3 separate regions of the Zea mays genome follow, and all the other regions are linked to region 3. A link is a contact called in public Hi-C data. All regions are on one chromosome and are shown on one strand. Each heading gives the region's core, a stretch centred on a gene start, on an enhancer-like site or on the middle of the called end of the contact. The rest is flanking DNA. Distances are from core to core; before and after follow the strand shown. Region 1 has its middle 55 kb from the start of LOC542051. Region 2 holds the start of LOC103647074 (G-box-binding factor 1). Region 3 holds the start of LOC103647073 (polyubiquitin).

Region 1 (2,700 bases), core at 68-2,567, 400 kb after region 3:
CAAATCTACCTAATAATTTATCTGTTTGCAAGGTGGGGGATAAACAATGCTAGGGAAACCTATTAGGTCCTGTCAAATTAACCTGAGCATGTCGTAGTGATTAACAGCGAATATTATTAGGTAAAAAGGAGTGATCAAGGGCACAACTTGCTTGGGACTCGAGATTCCAGGTACCAAGATGATCTTCAAATTCTTGTGACCTCACTGTTATTCTTGTAGCAATACAAGCAAACATGGTATAGGCAAAACTAACATCACACCAAACATAAGAACAGACTGCATAATAATGATCTACGCGTCGTAACGAGATCCTAGGTTCGAGAACCGCTAAGTTCGGAGTCACGGTTATAAAGTTATGATTTTCTGAAGATTTGGGTCTTTAATATAGAACAAACTAAGTGTATAATTTTAACATATGTTTCATAACAAAATAAGGTTGCTAGATGCTAAACATTATTAATATAAATTTAATGCAACTGGAATGGATCAAAAAGAAGTTAAAATGAAATAAATATGAATTAAACAAGTTTTTAGAATTATTTGTATACTAAAAATCATTTTCTTTATTAATTTTACCCACTTTATTAACCTTTGGGCTGTGGCCACAATTTTCTAGGAGCTTAGGGGGTGACCTACAAATTTTAGGACCTAGTTGCTATGTTTCTTTGAATATAGTGGACGACAGGTTGATTAGTAAAAAGTCTAAGGGCTCTTTTGCACATTGCCGAGGCCGAAGAGGGTATGCAGCCATCCTAGCCACCCAATTACTCTCATGTGAATAGTACTCATCCACCATCGTTGGATCACGGATCAACAGCCCGAGATGACCCACGCCCATATGTAATCTTCTCCTCTCGTCTTCGATCCAACGGGCCAAATCAGAACATGAAGGAGGGGTATGGATCCTTTAATCCTGGCCACAAATAACGAGATACACGGTACACGTGCCACCCACCAAATTTTATCCCTTAGCCTCAATCTCCACCGTCGATCCAAGGACTGACGGCCACCACTCTTCTGCCTCAACCCTGCCCTCTCAGGGCTTGTTCGGTTATTTTCAATTCATATGAATTGGAGGGGATTGATACGGATTGGAGATGATTTTGACTTACTAGGGATTAAAACCCCCTCAATTCCCCTCAATTCATATGGATTGGGGTAGAACCGAACAAGCCCTCAATGATGGCGTAGAGGGCCCATGCGGCGGCAGCGGCCATGGTTGGCAAACAGCACTGGCACCCCGGTACACCATTATCATGAACGATCGGTTCTACGCTATGAACATGACAAGGCGAACTACAGGGGCGGGTAGTTACCAGCTATTGGGCCGCACAGACACCCATCGACGATGGATGGTGGCAGGGCTGTCCTCACCAAGCCCAGCAAGCAATTGCCACCGATTCTTGGCCACCAAAGCTCAACGATAACCATCGACACGCTCCTCAAGAGAATGCGAAGCTCCCTGACCCCATGTTTCAGCTCGAGCGATGACGTTCCCCAGTTTCCCTCGCGGCGGCAACTCTTCTTCCGCACTGATCCCCTCGGTTCTCGGTGACGAGGCATGACGCGATCTTGGGGCGCCCATGTTGGTAGGGGGCTAGAGGCCTCAGGTTTTTATAGCGCGGCGGTAGAGTTCGTAGCGGCAGAATCCGCGGCGGCCGGTGAACATGCCCCGACGGACGCGCATGGGTTTGTTACGCGCAGATTTGGTGGTGAAGGACTCCTGACAAACTAGCTCCACATGTTGGTTTCGGCCGAGACAGATACGCGCACGCGGAACGCTGGCCTATCAGGCCCACAAGCCAGCGGCCCATCGCTAGATCGTGTGTGCGGAGTGGCCGACCAATGGGGACCACATGTCAGCGATGACAGAGGTGGAGGTGGGCTGGCGTGGGGGTGAGTTGGGAGTGGGCCAGGGCGGTGGGAAAGGGTAACTGGGCCAAGGGGGAGGGAAAATAGCCCAAGAACCAGTTTGCCCATTTTTCATTTCTTTTTTCTGTTTTCTTCTTTTTTTTCTTATTTCAAATCCAAGTTTGATTATGAACTTCAAGCATATATTAGATGTATCAAATAGAAGTCTCAGCATAACAATGCGATTATTATATATATACATTTTTTTAATTCTTTTGTCCCTGAAACAAAACATACTATTCAATAAAGTATGATTTATTCAATGTACCTCACCATAATATTTAGCTTAAGAAAATAGTTCAATTACATAGCCAAAGTTTATATTAACAATAACCTAAATCTATATCCTTCATATAATTATTTTTAAGAGAGTGTAACTTCTTATATGAAAGCTAGATTAAGATAGATTTACTTAATTATTTTAGAGGATAGTCATTAACTATATATTTTTAAGAAGGGTAATTTAATTCAAATAAGAATATTTTATATAATCTCTTATTTGAAAATATTTTTTTGAGTCACAAAATGAGCTTTCCTAATTTACCCAAAATAGAATTTTAGGGTGTTATAAAAGCTTAGGTGTGAAAACTTTTCCACTAGCGATTCTCTTAACACAACCGTCATAGAAAGTTATTTACACTGGCGTTTGGTTAAGAGAACCGCCAATGAAAATACCATTTCCATTGGTGGTTCTAAAATAATCGCCAGTGGAAAATCGATTTCAACTGGCCCACAACGCAGGCCGTTCTAAAAAACGCCAGTGAAAATGTGTTACAAACTGCCTCTATA
Region 2 (2,700 bases), core at 71-2,570, 310 kb before region 3:
CCACCGACGTGTCCTCAGTCCTCACGCACGCCTCTGCACAAGAACATGCAATTCGAACACGACTAGCAGCAGGAGCCAGGTGTACGGCATGAGTAGAGCACTGGTAGTGGTGGGCAGAAACAGGAAAGGCGAAAAAGTGCAGTGCAAGTCATGCGCACATGTGTCCTCGTTTGAGGGGAACAAGTAGAGAGGTTGTCTGCCTAACAATGGCAACATCGTTACTATAATCGTAGTAAACCAGGTGAGTGATGCTACGTCATCTGCCGAGTCAAGTACAGGATTACGCAGAGATTTTATTCAAGTATAGATCGAGCATGAAAGGTAGGAAAGCGATGTGCCTCTTCTTTGAGCTGCTTGTTCGCCTCCTTGAGCGACAGGTACTCCTCCATGACCACGTCCTTCTCCTGCACCGTGGCCGTCGGCTCATCAGTGCAACTCGATCGAAAGAGCGGCGTACGTGAAGACGACATTACACCAGATGCCGCCGCCGCCGAGCAAGGTGCGGTGGTACCTACCTTCTTCATGCTCTCGTTCTGCGACGACAGGTCGGCGACCTTCCTGGCGAGCTCGTCCCGGATGGCCTGGCGGCGGAGGATGGTCTGGCGGGCGGACTCGCGGTTGGCCAGCACGCGCCGCAGCCGCTTCGCCTCCTTCTCGGCCTGTCACGCACGGTGGTGAAGACGGCGGTCGGTTACGGAGTCGCGCGCGATTGTGCCGGCCGCGAAGCACGGGCGAGCAGCTAGGTACTTACTTACATACCTCGGTGACCGCGTGCCGGGGCCGGGGTCCGTAGCCAGTCGTCGCTGGCTCCGGTACGGCGGGCTGCTGGTACGCCGCCTGGTGGGACGGCGGCGGCGGCGGGTGCCCGCCAAAGCTGGAGCTGCTGGAGCACGGGGAGGCCTGGATGCTCACCTCCCCTAGCTCCAGGCTCAGCCGCGTGCTCGCCTCGTCCTCCTGGTCGCCGGTCGTGGAGAGTTATTCGTACGTTAGTTAGGAGTTACGATTAAATCTTAATAGAGCAAGCAAAGCGCTGCGACGGTGACGGCGACGGCGGTTGTAATCATTCACCTGGTGAGCAGAAGGAGCGGGAGTAGCGCGCCGCACGGGCGGCGGCTGTTCGCCGCCCGGTCCGGCGACCCCGGCCATGTCGGCAAGCGCCATGGCGGCGCCGAGCTCGACGTCGACGGTGACGCCCCGGCGGCATTGCCGCTGGCCGTCGCTATCGTCGGACATGGCGATCGAGCGACCTGCTAGCTAGATGCCGGAGCTTCGCATGGATGGGAGAAACAAATATAGAGAGGTACGTGCGGGAGGCGATCAGGCGAGAAGAGGGTTGAACGGCGGAGGAGCGGTGCCAAGTGCCCCAAGGGAAAGCCAGAATTTAAATATCTCCCGCGCCGCCTCGCGGGCAGGCGGCCACCCCCGTCGCGCCCTGTGGAGCCCGCCTCGCCCGTGCGCGGCCGCCACGTGTCGGAGAGGCTCGCGCCGCCCGGGCTCACCTCCACGCAGCAGGCGCTCGGGGGACACGCGGAGGCCGGGCGCCCCCGCGACCGGCATGCAGACTGCGGAGAGCGGGCGGGCGGGCGGTTCGTGGGCCGAGCCGGGCGGGACGAGGGCCCCGCGTGTCAGCCCGGTGCGCAGCGCCTTTGTTGGCTTGGCTCAGGCTCAGGCTCAGGGCTCAGGCTCAGAGCTGGACGCGGTTCACGGTCCCACTCGAGCGAGTCGCGACGTGCCGCGCCCCTGCGCCGGCCGGGTGGCCGCCGCCACGCCGGAAGCGTCTGGAACACCATGCTCTCGCTTCGGCCGTTCGGCGCGCGCAAGGCGCAACCCAATCCGGCTCGGCGATACTGCGTGCTGGGCCTGCGGCACGGCAGGCAGCATTTCTGTCAGATTAGGGTAGAGATGGCAACGGGGAATTCCCCGTCGGGTTTTGGCTCCCCATCCCCGTCCCCACGACGAAAAAACTTCCCCGCGGGGATCCCCACGAACGCTTGCGGGGGACATTTCTTCCCCATCCCCGTTACCCGCGGGGATAAATCCCCATCGGGGATCCCCGTCCCCGCTTAAATTATAATTAGATCATACTTAATTTGTTATTAATGTAAAACATTTTCACTTATACACATTGTTAGATGTAAAAATCATTATGTGTACATTAAAATGAACGCATTTGTACAACTAGTGATCTCTTGGCAAGATAATTATTTATTTTGTATCATTAACTATTATATGAAAACATCGTCACATGTAAGTTTAACGGGTCCCCGCGGGGAACGGGGATGGGGAATGCTTCCCCATCCCCATCCCCGTTTACCCGTCGGGGGAGAAATTTTCCCCGTTTACATCCCCGTGGGGGAAGAAATTTCTCCATCCCCGTCCCCTAATAGAGGAATTCCCCGCGGGGAATCGGGGATCGGGTCCCCATTGCCATCTCTAGATTAGGGCCTCGCCTCACCTGGTGCTGATGCCTGGTGCCTGATTGGTCTGACGGGGGAGGGAGAAGCGTGCGCTGACCACTGATTGCTGAGCTTGTCCGTGTGCTCGACCAACCAGCCCAGTACAGTGTCCATCTCTCGTAGCTCAGGCCGCGGCAGTAGCGGGAATCCCGAGACGGCAACCGACCCAAACTGCGTGCCGTACCTCTACATGAACAGGAGCTGAATCTTGGATCTTTTTGTTCTCTGACGCTCGGGTGCTCGA
Region 3 (2,700 bases), core at 29-2,528:
CTAATCTTCACCTCTCTCCGGCTCTACGTCGTTTAGAGGCGTCTTGGGTGGCCTGCCGATCCCAAGACAAACCCTAGGATCTCTCCTCCACAATGGGATCCCTCCAGGGAGCGAGATCCTAGCGCTGTTCGGTGAACTCCGCCGCCCCTATGCATGCGCGGACCGTCCGGCTCGTCAGACAGAAACCCTAGCTCTGGCGCCAGGTCGCGGACCGTCCGGCCCTCGGCCTCGGACCGTCTGCACCTTCGTAGAGGGCACCGCAACTGATATTCATCGATGTGATTGGCGCGCGGATCGGCACCAACAAGAAGGTGAGGACGAGAGATATTGCGTTAATAGGGTGATTAACAGGGGTATAATTGTAATGTACCAAGGCCAGGCTAATGGTGGCGTAATTCGGCGAGAGGCACTCGTATTTGTGGGGTATTTTAGCTATTGACAATGTTAGTGGGGTATTTTATTGAGAAGCAACATATAAGAACCCAAATAAGCAATTTTGCCCACAACCGCCCACTAGTTGTCCGAACCTGCCTGACCGGCGACCAAACCGACTCCACCGCCAAACCATCGCCGCCTTAAAACCCTCCCTCTAAGCTAGTGAATAATGGAACCCAACCCGAAATCCTAACCTTATGCCCCGCCGGCATCAACCACCACCCCGCCTGGAGGCGACTTTGCCATCGGCTGCTCCCCCACATTCCGCCTGCTCTCTAGGCTCGGCTCCTCGGCGACGACAATGAGGGCTGGAAGAGGAATACGAAGTGGAGTGGGCCACGACTAGCAGGCCAAAGGTAGACCAGGCTCGGTCGCGCGCTCATCTTAACACGTGGCGTGCGGGTTGGAGTTTTCCTTTTGGATATTACGTACTCTCTTTATTCCAAATTAAAATTCGTTTTAGTCTTTTATTGGATCTATACAATAACAAGTGTATCTGTTTTATAAATATGTCTAGATTTATTATCATTTATTTAAATATAGTAGATAAAAAAAGCAAATGGTAAAACGAACTCTATTATGTAACGGAGTATTTGAGAATATGTGTATGGAGAGACGCCACCCCGGCCTGGCCCATATCCAATTAAATAATGAGCGTCGAAGTCAGCCAGCAGCCCAGCACGATGGACTATATATTAAATGTGAGTGCTAGTTTTCCTTTTGGATATTACGTACATGAAAATATGTGTATGGAGAGACGCCGCCCCGGCCTGGCCCATATCCAAACAGCCAGCAGCCCAGCACGATCGACTATAAAATGCATCTTATCACCAACCCTAGCTAAGTCATCGCCCGTCCACTTCAATTTCCATCTCTCTGGGCACTCCGGCGGAACGAAGAACGCCCACGGATCCGAGGAACAAGCCGTCTTTGTGGGCTTTAGGTATACGAGGTAGCTCTAATCTCTATACTAGCAGTCTTATTCGTATTTGTGGTACCGGTGTCCGGTGATCTCTCTATATATAGCAAGCGTAGTGTCAGTGTCACTGTGTCAGGTAGTAGGATTACTGGAGTATTGGCTGGAATCTGTGTCTCGTCTCAAATGATTCGTTGTGAGGACTCTCAATTTATCTTCTTCTACAACCTGTTTGAGTTGTTGTTTTTTTGGATATTAATTGTTCTATAGCCTAAACAGAAGAAAGATGAAAGGGTCTTCTGTTGAATTCAGTTGCTGGTTCATACGAAGGGCTGCATTGCTGCAAATTTTGTTTTCCAATTAGATCGATGCATTCTGGCTGGCAAGTAGAAAGTGTATTCAGCAAAAATGTGAACTAACACATTCAGTTTCTCTCTTCAATGTGAGCCATGTTATTTTTAAGGTGGTGCCTATTGGAAATGTTGGCGCTTTTTGTGCATTGTTGTATAGCTCAAATAATTAAAAGTTGTATCAAAGCATTCTTTTTGTCTACATTAAAACAACTGATGATGTTTGGTGGGTGTGCTCATTCAGAATGCAGATCTTCGTGAGGAGCCCCAGCGGCAAGATGATTTGCCTCAGGGTCCAACCTGACGATACCTTGCATACAGTTAAGAAAAAGATTTTAGAAAAATACCACCTTGTCTTTGAAGGAGTGCAGATGGAGGATAACCTCACACTGGCTGATTATAACATCCAGCATCAATCCACGCTTGACCTCCAAGAAAAGATGCAAATCTATGTGAAGGAGACGCTAAAAGGCCTAACCATCACTCTTGATGTTGATAGCTTAGATACTATTGACATCATAAAGGACAAGATTGAATACAACGAGGGATTTCCCAAGGGTCGGCAATGCCTCATCTTTGGCGACGAACAGCTAGAGGGCAAGTACACCTTGGCGGACTACAACATTTGCAACGAGTCCACGCTTCTCCTTGTCATCCACCCATGTACAAGTACAAGTGACGCAATGCAGATCTTTGTGAAGATGCAAAACGGAAAGACCACCACTGTTAGGGTCGACAGCTCAGATACCGTCAACAGTATCACGGTGAAGATCTATGAAATGGAGGGCATCCCACCCCTAGAACAGCGCATCATCTTTCGCGGCAGGCGTCTTGAGGGCAGACGCACCCTGGCGGACTACGGCATCCAGAAGGAGGAAACCCTCCATCTGATGCTTTGCCTTTGTGGCTGGTGATGAGACTGATGCCATGCATGCATGCATGGTCATTCAATATTACTACTAGTGGTTTGTTATCAGTAAAAAGTATCATTAATTATAG

The links. Hi-C and Micro-C count contacts between places; a contact is called where the count stands out from the background.
Region 1: a contact with region 3 is called in a Hi-C map of ear, with 5 times the contacts expected there. The contact joins the enhancer-like site here to the promoter of LOC103647073 in region 3. A contact is called at or near these places in 3 of 25 Hi-C or Micro-C datasets (ear, endosperm and leaf).
Region 2: a contact with region 3 is called in a Hi-C map of ear, with 5 times the contacts expected there. The contact joins the promoter of LOC103647074 here to the promoter of LOC103647073 in region 3. A contact is called at or near these places in 2 of 25 Hi-C or Micro-C datasets (ear and leaf).

What each region holds. Positions count from the first base shown.
Region 1 is chr2:146,720,203-146,722,902 of Zm-B73-REFERENCE-NAM-5.0, reverse strand. No RefSeq gene overlaps it. Among protein-coding and RNA genes, the nearest start is that of LOC542051, 55 kb to the left of the region's middle. Within about 2 kb of position 1,317, at least 18 of the 20 cell types and tissues checked have an H3K27ac peak or open chromatin away from gene starts, as enhancers often do. A contact at or near this core is called in ear, endosperm and leaf, where this site is marked.
Region 2 is chr2:147,427,728-147,430,427 of Zm-B73-REFERENCE-NAM-5.0, reverse strand. LOC103647074 (G-box-binding factor 1) reads right to left here and starts at 1,320. Exons shown (of 4, transcript XM_020549333.2): 1 at 1,069-1,320; 2 at 760-954; 3 at 516-659; 4 at 193-404. The coding sequence starts at 1,233. The coding sequence ends at 294.
Region 3 is chr2:147,116,808-147,119,507 of Zm-B73-REFERENCE-NAM-5.0, reverse strand. It overlaps LOC103647073 (polyubiquitin), which reads left to right and starts at 1,278. Exons shown (of 2, transcript XM_008671635.4): 1 at 1,278-1,378; 2 at 1,946-2,700. The coding sequence starts at 1,947. The coding sequence ends at 2,615.